Regions from separate parts of the Arachis hypogaea genome. Here region 2 is linked to region 1. A link is a contact called in public Hi-C data. All regions are on one chromosome and are shown on one strand. The core of a region is the stretch at or near the end of the contact, and the rest is flanking DNA. Distances in the headings are between cores, read along the strand shown.

What was found. Hi-C and Micro-C count contacts between places; a contact is called where the count stands out from the background.
Region 2: a Hi-C map of leaf shows a contact between it and region 1, with 3 times the contacts expected there. The contact joins the enhancer-like site here to the promoter of LOC112750018 in region 1. A contact is called at or near these places in 2 of 8 Hi-C or Micro-C datasets (both in leaf).

What each region holds. Positions count from the first base shown.
Region 1 is chr15:25,326,949-25,333,400 of arahy.Tifrunner.gnm2.J5K5, reverse strand. LOC112750018 (ADP-ribosylation factor 2) reads left to right here and starts at 2,437. Exons shown (of 7, transcript XM_029292876.2): 1 at 2,437-2,630; 2 at 2,968-3,127; 3 at 3,582-3,652; 4 at 3,786-3,905; 5 at 4,470-4,588; 6 at 4,714-4,795; 7 at 4,968-5,247. The coding sequence starts at 2,980. The coding sequence ends at 4,973.
Region 2 is chr15:25,487,094-25,493,545 of arahy.Tifrunner.gnm2.J5K5, reverse strand. No RefSeq gene overlaps it. Among protein-coding and RNA genes, the nearest start is that of LOC112750019, 33 kb to the left of the region's middle. Within about 2 kb of position 3,340, at least 3 of the 3 cell types and tissues checked have open chromatin away from gene starts, as enhancers often do.

The DNA of each region.
Region 1 (6,452 bases), core at 1,188-3,687:
AAATAAATATACTTGAATAATAATAATAATAATAATAATAATAATAATAATAATAATAATAATAATAATAATAATAATAATATTATTATTATTATTATTATTATTATTATTATTATTATTATTATTAGTTAATTATCCAAAGTTAAATTTAGTTTCTCAAATAAAAATGAGACTATTAGTATTTGATAGTTTTTTTAATTGATTGAGATAATACATATTATATATCGTTTATTTATTTTTACTATTTTATTTAATTTAGTTTTGGTATAATTATTTTCGTCAAAAAAATTTTTACCATGAATATTATAGAATGTCAATTCTGCAATTAAATGGCAAAAAATATTTGAATAATTATTTGATAAAAAAATATTATTTATATCTATATATAAAGAAAATTATGGTTGTTTGATTTGAATTTTTATTTTTTTCGTAATTAGTTTTGTGTTTCTTTCTTTAATTATATATTTTTTTATAAATTCTTTAATTTAAGCTGTACTCTTTTTTTGTATTATATAAAAAATAATTAATAAAATGTGAGTTGATAGATACATAGGATATTTGACAAAAAAATACTTTTAAATTAATATAAAAATTAAATATATTTTTAAATTAATATACTTTTTGATGTGTTAATTAATTATTTAAAATTTGACTAATATTTTAAATTTTAATATCTAAATATATTTATGTTAAATTTTTATTATTTTTATATATTATTTTTATCTTTATTACTAAAATTTTTTGGATTTATCATTGGACTAACAGACAATGAGAACAAGTAGAGTATATTTTTAACTTGAGGAAGATAAACTTTTTTATACTTTCTTAATTAAAATCACATTTAATTCATGTTATTTTTTGTTCACGACTCTTTTTACATTATAGATTAAAATTAGTGGCTATAATATCTTTAAAAGATATCTTAAATATGCCTACAAGAATAGTACAAAACTTTATCCCAACTGAGAAATTCACCATTTATCACTTTATTTTTTATATTGATATAAATTATAGAAAGAAAAAAAATAGTAATAATCTATTTTCCCTTTTCTTAGCTTTCTTTATGAAAAGGGATATAATTGATTCAATTTCTTTTTTACAAAATCCTTAATGCAGGTAAATATAAAAGTTCATCAAATATTTATTTTCAAAATATTTTAATTTTATATAGTCATAACTCATACAGAAAATAGTATATAGATGATGATAAATATAAAATAAATTTAAAGTTTTAATTTAAATAACTTTTAAATTTTTTTTAATATTTAAACTTTAAATATTTTGCTAATAATTTTCTCTTAAAATATTAAATTTTATTTTTTTTTTAACAACATATTTTCCTAAAACAAACGTGATACACTTTATATTATCTTATAATAAAGTATTTTTTGCAAGAAGGTATTTTAATTATATTATCCAAAGAAGGAATTTTATTACTGCTATCAAGAGAATTATTTCGTCAAAACTAAAACATTTTAAATTGATAGAAATTTAATTAGAAATTTTAAATTTCCATGCATTTAAAAGTCTTTGAAATTTAAAATATTTTATCCAATCTTAGAGTTCACTGTATATTTTATTTTCTTAGCCAATTAAGAAAATTCATTAATTATATTCAACCATATTAAATGTAAAAAAAAAAGTTAATCACAACAATTACTTATATAGAATATATTAAAATATAAAATATATATTATAATTAAGTTAAATAATATATTTATTTATCTAAAAATATATGACAACTAATTTTTAGTATACAGCTAATTTTTGGTATATTTATTGATTACAAAAAAATTATTATTTGTATACTAAAATTAGTCATTATGTATTTTTATACACATACATATATATTTTATATTAATAACTAATTTTGATGGCCAATGAGTTATAACTCAAATGACATAGTCTCCTTATACTCAATTAAGAGGTTGAGGGTTCAAGTCTCATATCTTTGGTATAAAAAAAAAAAAACTAATTTTGATGGTTAATTTTGATATACATTTTATATGTTGTATTAGTTATTATAGGGTAAATCACAAAAAATGTATTCTAATTATTTTGGTGTTTACAAAAATGCATCTAAATTTTATTATCGACAAAAATATCTTCAAATGGTTTAAATACGTGACAAAAAGTCTAATATTAAATATATATATTCACAAAAAATACTTTAGAAATTAAATTTTGATGCGCTTTTTTGTATGTATGATTAAAAAATGAGATATTTTTATTTTTAAAATTTGGTGATTTTTCTAAGTATATATTTTTTATATTTTTTATTAACAACTAAAAATCATTTTAAAAAATAAAAAATTAAATTTTCATTCAATTTTTTATGTGTATTTTTTATAAAATTATTTAAATATTTCTATAAAATTTTGAATCAAATACTGTTAAATACAAAAATCTTTTTCTGTAGAGGTAAGTTGCAAAAACAAAAGAATGAAAGATTACACAACAATGCTTGCAAAATAAAATCCCCCATTTTTAACTCGTTGACGGGTCTCTCTCTTTCTCCACATAATCGCGTTGCTGCAAAGCATTCTTTTCTCTCTCTCTCTCTCTCCCTCTTCTCTCTCTCTCTCCGAACGTTCTGTTTCCAGATCACTCAAGGCTCTCATTTCCCAACGGTATACCCTCTTGTCCTCTTCTCTTTATCTCTCTCTCACGCACACAAATACCAGTGTTTAGATCCGATTTGATTGTGTAAGAAATGTTGTGACAATCTTGAATTTTGTTCGTTGCCAACTTATTTGCATGTTTCGTGGATTTTTTAATTTTAGTTTTTCCACGTTGAGTTTGAGATCTAACTGAGTCCAATGGCTTTGAATACGATTTAGGGGAAAAGATTGAACTCTCTGATAAAATACCTTTTTTTCCTTAATTGTGTTTCTGAAAATCGAATAAAAAGTTTCATATTTTGGGTCTTGATTTGTTTCTTTCTTGTGTGTTTCGTTCTATCCACAGGTTGAAGGAGAAATGGGGCTGACATTCACAAAGCTTTTCAGTAGGCTCTTTGCCAAGAAGGAAATGAGGATTCTCATGGTGGGTCTTGATGCTGCTGGTAAGACCACTATCCTCTACAAGCTCAAGCTTGGAGAGATCGTCACTACAATTCCCACTATTGGTAAGTTTTTGAGGCTATGATTCACGCTTATTCTTGCTAGATAGCCATATATCAATAGTTTCCCTTTCAGCATTGGAAATAATGTGAAGGCATTGATATTTGTTACTTAACATCTTATATGGTTAGAATGTATCTTTGATAATTTAGGATCTAACTTTATTAGACTTGTTTGTGTTGTGATATATTATTTGAAACAAACGTATTGCTAAATCTGTAAACAAACATTTCAAAGGGAAACATCGCATCCAAAAATACCATGTTGCATATATCAATTGCTTGCAACATAGTACATTAGATTTGCTGTGAGATCATGAATTTAAAGCGATATGACCACCATATATTCTTGAGAAACTATGTTATTACTTTTAAACAATAAATAAATAATGCATAACTGTGTGCCTGTGTGGCATATTTTTGTTTCTTGTTTGATGCGCTTATTCATTAATTTTTTCAGGGTTCAATGTGGAGACTGTTGAATACAAGAACATTAGCTTCACTGTTTGGGATGTTGGTGGCCAGGACAAGGCATGACGATTGATTCTTATGCATTCTTGAAAAAATTACAGTCAAGATATTCAATGCATTGCATAGCAAATTAACATAACTTGGCAAAGTTGCTTGGTGCCTGGTTGCTGAATACTTATGTTCTCTGTTGCAGATCCGTCCATTGTGGAGGCACTATTTCCAGAACACCCAAGGTCTTATATTTGTTGTGGACAGCAATGACAGGGACAGAGTTGTTGAGGCCAGAGATGAGTTACATCGGATGTTGAATGAGGTACTTTAGCTAGTTTGCTATTTCCTGTTATGCCATGCTGCCTTATTCATATTTGTTAATGGTTTATACTAATCCCACTTTTAGAGTTGATTTGTTCTGATTTATGATTGACTGAGTATTGGGTATGGGAACACGTTGAGACCAAAAGGAAGGACCTGTAAATTTGTAAAGTTAGAAAGGTTTTAGAATAACAATATAATGTTGACCATTGAAGATTCTTCAGTGAAAGTCCCAGAATTTTCAGAGATTCTTTGATGTCAACATGTCAATAATTCGTGACCATTAATCTTGTAGATTAGATACTCATTCTTTTTGATAGGCATAATCTATTCGGGAAGAGGAAATCTTTATTGAACAAATGATTGATTTGTGATAATTCTTGTGTGATGTCACTATAGCATATAGTTTGGAAGTTGAATAGCTAGTTCTTTCATGTGAATTGCTTTTGATTGATTGCCCTATATATGTTGATATCTACTAGTGTCATGGCAAGGATCTTGAGTCCCATTCTTTTTGCTTTTTCTGTTTAGGTATTCAATTTTTCTTTTTAAATCATGTTTTCAGGATGAACTGAGAGATGCTGTATTGCTTGTGTTTGCCAACAAACAAGATCTTCCTAATGCAATGAATGCTGCTGAGATTACTGACAAGCTGGGACTCCACTCTCTCAGACAACGCCACTGGTATATATTTTGACAAGGAAGCATTTGTTTCCTCCCCCGCACAACAAGTTTAGCCTTTGTTTTTCCCTCCCAGTTTTAGGTAGCTATGCCAGTTTTGATCCAACATGCTCTTTGGGTTCTTCCAGGTACATCCAGAGCACTTGTGCAACATCTGGGGAAGGCCTTTATGAAGGTTTGGACTGGCTTTCGAACAACATTGCCAATAAGGTAGTTGTTAGTTTATGGAAAAGTGCATTCATGCATATTGATGTTTAAACCTTTATTATTATTATTATTTGGAATGGAAAAAACATAGCACTATTCAGAGTTGGAATTAAAAAAAATATAGTTGGAATTACTAACATAACTTTTCCCCCCTGATTTTCTATTATTGTTACAGGCTTAATGCTTTTGGGGAGTCCTGTGGATCGGTGATTCTGGATGCAGGGGTGAATATTATCTAGCTTTTATTTCTTGGTCCTCGTTGGAAACCACCTAGATTTGTGTTCATGTAATGTGTTTTTGGACTTGGTGGCGAAAATTGTGTTAGGAATTTGTTTCATGGATGTGTAATACTTGTGAGCAATGTTGGGCATTGTTGCAATGTTCATAACTGTAATGGAGACACTAATTCAATGTGCCACCCCGTTTTGATTTATTCAGTCTTTATCTTGCTCGTATATGTAGTTTCTTTCAGTTCGTGCATTCTAGTATGCGTATCCCTAGGAGTTAGGAATGCTATATTTGGTCCAAAGATGCATTTGTCGTCTTATTTTAGAACATTTTAGTTTTTCTTTTTTCATTTGTCAGAAAATTATTTTGAGAAAGTAAAGACTTTTCTCGGGAAAATTATATAGAGTAAATGCCTGATTTCTGATTATTTTCTTCAGGAATAAAGTGTTTCCTAATTATTTGAAAATAAAAAATACTATTTATACACTAAAATTAGCTATTATGTTTTTGTATATAAATATAGAGTATTTATTCATTTTGGTTTCCAAAGAATTTTGGACTAGACACTTTAGTCTCCAACTAAAATTAATTATTCGATTAGTTTCTAACAATTAATTCCGTCAGTCACTTAGGTTTTTTGTACTGTCAATTCTAACGGAGGACAAAATGGTTTCTAGCAATTCTAACGGGATAAAATGGTCCCTAACCCCTTTATTCGGAAACGACATTGTTCTCTCCCAATTTCCATCATATCTCGCATAATCCTAATAGTCTAACACTGCAACTTCAATGTTCACAAGAAGAAAAATCTTCAATTTGTTCTCAACTAATTCGTACTCAAGAAACTAATGACTATATCTCTCAACTACTTGTTATCTTCGATAGATCCTATGAATCTACACAACAAGTCCGATCTATTAAGACTCATCATCGTTATTGCCATCTCCCTCCCCCTCTGTCCGATCATCTCCATAGCCACATTGTTCACTACTCCGATTGCATCCTTCAGCTTCTTCTCCGAATCAATATTTAGTAATCGCTTCAATTTTCATGAGCGGCGACGACGACATTGCTCGCTGTACTGATAGCTTGAATACGAGGTCGAAGCTGTCTGCCAGCTTGGACTTCGGGAGAGAAGGAATGAAGTACTCGAAGTCCATTCCAAATGAGAATTTGCATATGATGTCGAAGAAGAATCTTCTCATGATGTCCTAATGTCCAATAATCTATATTGCTTTCTAGAAAATGGAAAAAGGTGTGCCCTTAGGGTAGTTGTGGAACTTGGTCTTGAGGATATGGTGGACGTTGTCGGAGTTGGAGGTGATGCTGTTATCAGACATGGAGGTGAATACTTTTGGTGGGTGAAGTGTGAAGGAGGTGGGTGTACCAGTCACAGAGATTTAAAAAGTGTGTGGTTCATGACATGTTGAGG
Region 2 (6,452 bases), core at 2,091-4,590, 160 kb before region 1:
GCAAATTTTGTCGTAAGCTATGCACTATTGCACTTCCCTTTCTGGGGTAGTATGTCTTCAAATGATAAGGCTAAGTAGCACTAAGAGATAATCTCCATTTTGATGGTTCTAGAACACAATATCTCTAGGTACATGTGTACAACTGAACCAATAAGTACCATGGTTCTTATTATTCACCATGTACAATTACCTAACCATTTCATGAAAAGTCAAATTAGTAACTATCACCTTCAAAGTTGTTACATATAGTATATTTGGTAAATCAATTGCATAATAATCTATCATTTATAGGTTACTAGAATTAAAATTGAGTGGTTCTAACTCGATTCTAAAAATTAATTCAAAAAGTGAGAGATATCTCACACTTATAAATTTTAGAAACCTTCACTTTGTTTAAGTAAATGACTGAATAATATTGGATAAGATAAACTCTGATAACATATTAAAATTAAAATTATATAGACCTAATTCAACTCTAAAAACTAGCTCAAGAAGTGGAGAAAGCCTCATATAATAGGTAGGTCTACTATTTGCTATATTTGAATCCTAATGTCTGCATTCATTTGTCGCAAATCAACTATACAAACTACATGTTTTAATGTGTTAGCTGTATATATGTTCAGGCACTAGCTTCCAAACCTTTCAGCAACATCACCTATTTTGATCACACAACTATCATGACGTTTATCATATGTTATTGTATGCTATATAAAAATAAAAAATGTATAATTTTCCCTCTTTGGGTTTTATTCATTCACCTATGTCAATCCGTTTATTTTTTTCATTATCTTATGTGCATATATGAGCCATGTGAATGTGGTCCTTTCACAAGTTCAAAGGTTAAGGATAATGTATGGAGGTTGAGTACCACTAATGCAAAGACAAAGACAAAGATGCATGGTTGCATATTTGAGTGCAGGAGTAGCTCACCCACCGGTTTGTGATCTCTTTAATTTGCTTCCTTGTACAACTAAGCCACCTTACTACTGTCACTGTGCTTGTTATTACAAGGTATAAGGTTGCAGGAAGCTGGATAATAATAAGCCATGATTCCTCTTTTTGTCCTCAAATGTATGTATTTGGAACCTTTTAACTCTAACTCCAAAGCCACATACATTACTTAAATATTGACTTAATCACAGGATAATTATATTATCCAACTGTCTCTATTGCAGGCTGCATAGTTCTCTGTCCCACACATGTTATTATATGAATGTTTTTGAAAGAATATGTTTCGGGTTTAATATAGTCAAATTAATTTCGAAAAGATGAGATACTTTTTAAATTTGTTTATAAAAGATTTTATTAATTAAATTAGTTTTTCAAAAATTACAAATTATCTTTCAATTATTTTATTAATAATTTTTGTCAATGATCGATAATATAAAATGTTAATTAATAGTATATATAATATCTAATATATCCAATTAAACACTGATTAAATATATTTATAAAAATCTATCAATTTTGTCACTAAGTCATATTGGAAAAATAGTGTTTATGTAATTAGGAAAAAGAACTAAATTAATAAATTTTCATAAATATATATTATCAATATTCAATTAGATATGTCAAGTATTATGCATGTTGTTAATTAACGTTTTACAACACTAATCATTGGCGAAAATTGTTAACGAAGTGACTAAAGGACAAATATAATTAATTTTTAATCTTTAATGGACCAATTTGAATGAGAAAAGTTTTTAGGGAGGAATTTAATTTAAAAATATTTTATCATTTTGGGACTAATTTAACTATTACTCTGAATGTTTTGGGTTTGTTTAGGTAAACTTCTAAAAAAAGTTATTTTTGAGTTATCTTTTTTTAAAAGATCTTTTAAAAAGGTAAAAATAATTTTATGTATGAATATCTGATCTCATGTAAAAAGATCTTTTTGTCTATCAATTATGTTTGGATTACGACCTATGAAACACAGACACTTTATTGATTTGTCGTGTTCACGTGTCGAACACATTTCGGACACGATACTCATCGACACTCGTCCGACGACCGACATGCGTGTTTTCTGTGTCCAACCGTGTCTTAATGAAAAATAAAAAGTTCTTCACTGGACACGCTCGCACACACCTAAATACCATCACGTGTCAGCGTACCCAACTTTATTCTTAACATATATTCTTAAAATGAGTTTAGAAATACTATATATTATTAATTATTAAAATAAAAAATATTTTAAATATTTTATATAATTAAAAAATATTAAAAAATTAATTTATATTTTAATAGTAATAAAATATCAAAATATCGTTATAATTTATCTAAAAAATATTTTATATTTTATATATATGCCGTGTCTCCGTGTCTTGTAAGAATTTTAAATTTGCATGTCCACGTATATTGTGTCGTATTCCGTGTCCGTGCACTATCCGTGTATCATAATTTATAGGTTACAACAAGATAAAACGTATTTTTTTATTTATTTATTATATAAAAAATATATTTTTTTAAAAAGTATCTTTAAAAAAATATAAATTGTAACTTCTTAAAAAATATATTTTTTATTGATATAATGACGTGAAAACAAGTATTTTGTATACATATTAATATATTATACAAGACATTGTGCTATTTCATATTGTTTTTTTATTGAATATGATGTATATCTTACTTAAAATTAGATTTGTATCTTGTTTAGTAATAGATAACATTACGGAATTAATTTGGATTGGTCGAGTGGTTAGCTCATTTATCCGTTAAAATAAGTATTGAGGGTCTGCTTTGTGCATGTAGCAACCCATTGGCTAGCGACATTAATTCTGTTAAAATTTTGTGATGATATACTTAAATGGATTTTTTCGCATTTTTTTTTATAAATAGTTAAAATATTTTTTAAAATAATAAAAAACTTAGAAATAAAATTTTGGTTTTATTTTTTGTATGTACTTTTTAAATAATTATCCAAATATTTTTATAAAATTTCGAATTAAATACCTAGCTTAAAACTTATAATAAAAACTGCATTTTTTGTTATTTACTTATTTTTGTCCTATTTTAAAAATTCTAAGAGTATTTTTATCATTAAAAAATTTAAAAGATACTTTTATTAGTAATTTGATAATTCCATGACATTTTTTATGATTTATTTGCAGGATAATTTTTAATCAAATTTAATGAGGGGTGGAATATAATAAGTATGCTGTTTTTTTTTTTTTTTTTTGGTCAAGTATAAGTATGCTGTTTTGGATGTGGCAATTGATTTTGTTGGACCACCATAGGCTGAAAGTAATGGACTCTAGAACCTAAATCTTTGGGGACAACCTATAGAGTAGGGCAGTGTATATTTTTACCACAAGCCCAAAGACAAGAGCCCTTTTGTTCGAATATGTCTCATGATGAGTTATGATTGGAGACAATAATGCCTTGGCCAAGTCCAAAAAATACCAAAAGACAATGGCACTGGCAACAAAGTTAAGTTCCACACGTTTTACATTTAATGTTGATAGGATTTCTACCTTCCTTCCATTCAAACCAAACATATTTTTTTTAGATTTTCATCCTCAAGAAAATAAAACAAAATTCTAAAACAAGAACAAGAACCCTATTTGCAACAACAAATATTTCAGCATAATAAGGAAAACACGGATTTCTCAAGATAAAATAATATAATTGTTGTAGGTTTAATGGCTAAGTACGTGTGTTTGGTAGCTTGGATAAAGAATTTTTAAAATTTTTTATGAATTTAAAATGTCCTGTAATTAATTGTTGTATTTTTTTTTTACGTGAATTGTTGTACTTCTATTACATGTAATTTACATTTACCAAGTTTTTTTTGTCTTTCTTAAGCAACTGGGCTGGAGCCCAACATAGGCCCAAGAAGAAAAAATGGGCTAGACATTTAACAACCCATAACATAGCCAAGAGAAAAAAATTCTAAAAAACAACTCATAGCATAGCACGTAAGTCACTCTTTTTTTTCTTGTGGTTTTCTCTTATACTTGACACTTGATAGTCTGGGTGATTTTCTTTTTGAAGTAAAAAAGCTCAACACAATAAAGTAGAGCAAAAGAAAAGAAATAAAAACTCATAACGCTAAAAATAACAATTCCTAGCCATCTCCGACATTGCCATCAACAATCACAGGGTTCATCACCAATCCACTCATCGTAACTTGTAAAGGATCTGTTAATAATGTCTATCACACTTGAACCTTGATTTTTGAAGATTCTATCATTTCTTTATAGTCAAATTGTCCAGATGACCGCAAAAAAGCCAACCAACCACCGCTTTCCTTCCATCTTTCTTGCTGATATATCCATCCAATTTTCATAGTATTGCTTGAGCATACCTGGAATAGTCCATATCCTTCTAAGAGTGAACAACCAAGCACACCACACCTGCCAAGTGAGCTCACAACCAATGAACAAGTGAAAAGCAGTTTCAACAGACTTATGATATAAAACACGAATGTTATCATTCTAGCCAATAACACCTAATCTACATAGTCTTTCCCTTGTATTCACCCTACCAACCAGTGCAAACCAAGTAAACAACTCAACCCTTGGTGGGACGAATCCTCTCCAAATAGTACTAGTGAAGCTATAGCTTGTGATATCCGCCGAAAGTACCTCTGCCTGCAATACCTGCACAAAGGAGTTAGTAGAATAATCACATTTTTTTATCAAATTTTCAGACCACTCTGTCCTCTCTCTCAGTTGTTAGTTTCACTGATTGCAGAACCGCATGAAGCTGGTTCACTAGTTCCAGCTCCCATTGAAAAAACTCTTATCGCCACTGGAAATTCCAAATCCACTCTAACCCATCGCAGAACCCACAATCCCTATGACAGAATCTTGAAGATTTGAGACCGAGAAAATTCTTGGAAAAGTAACTTTGAGAGCACCACAAGGTAACCAGCTATCCTCCCGAAAGCAGATTATCCCGCCATCACCTAGTTCCATAGCCAAGCCTCTGACCATCTTCTCTCTCACTTGTGGCTCCCTAATTTGTAGTTGACAAATATCCTTCCAAGGACCCCTTATTGTAGGTATAAGCTGATCACAAATCGTCTTAGAAGGATTCATGTTATTACAGGAACATACAAATTTCTTCTAAAGTGGACAATCCTCTTTTGAAAATCTCCATCACCACTTGAACAGGAGCGCTGTATTCTGAATTACCGCGTCACCAACTACCAAACCTCCTACCTTTTTGGGGGCCTGTTCAACTTCCCATTTTACTAAAGGCATCCTATCCCTCCCATCCTCCTTACTCCACAAAAAGCGTCTCTATAAGAATATTATTCTTAATGATTGGATACTATCATTCTACTCGGATGTTGGCTCATACTTTTTCAACTTGCAAGGTGAGAAGTCATATATACTATACGAATAAGAGAATTTCTCTCTCTTGACGAATCAAGCTATTAAGAAAATGAATCTCAAACATTGAAGATAGAAGTTCCCAAAAGTTTCTATCAAATACGAAATTTCTATGTCCTCTTGTTAGGTTGTTTCCTTAGTTGTTGTCCAAATAAATAACTATTTCTGACCATTAAAAATTTGGGGTTGACAAAATTAATAACAAAAACACAAAATTAATATTATACCTATCAAAGATGAGTTTTGTAATTTTGTTTAACAAAAATATCCCATCAATAAATTTAGAGTTAATTTCCTTGAAAAAATTTTAAAATTTCTAAAATACTCTTTTTATCATCCTCAACATTTTAACACTTTAGTTCATCCTAATCTTTCATCTTCTTCTATCACTATTATCCAACCTTCACACTAAAGCAAGTCACTAATTTTCTCCAACAAAAATATCAAATAGTCTAAAACAAATCATCAAGTTACGAAATTTTTTTTCTTAGGTTAACAATTTAGTGGTTAAGTATCTTTTGTGACAAAATTAGTGTGATTGAATCCAATCCGAACTTAATTTGCACAGATTTTGTTTCCAAACACATGGGTTACCACGCTTTGTCGTTATCAAATTTGTGCCATCTTATCGTCGGATTATTGTTACGATAATTCCGACGGTAATGTCATTTTTTTTAATTTTAAATAAATGGAAAATTTTAATTTTAAATTAAATTTTTTTTACACAATTAGTGATCAATTCATAAATAATACAATGTGTAAATAAAATAAAAGTCAGGCACACCAAATAAATGTATGAAACAATAATGCAAAAACCTAATATCTACAGATCCAGGTAGTCGTCATCGTTGTCAGTCCCATGGCCTTGAGTCAGCGGTGCAGGAGGTGGTGACGATGTCCGTGTGCCACCAGCATTGATGCTGCCACCAGCAAGGTCGATGTCAGCGGTGCGCATCTAGGCTTGGTACACCTCCATCTAAGCCTCCTTACGCTGCATCTACTCCAGCAACTCCCTAAACTCCAACTTGAGCTTATTCGTAGACGTCACGCGGGTGAGGATCTTCTGATACCCCTCCCGATAATCATTAAGCTCTTGAGCCTGCTGGTGCAGGT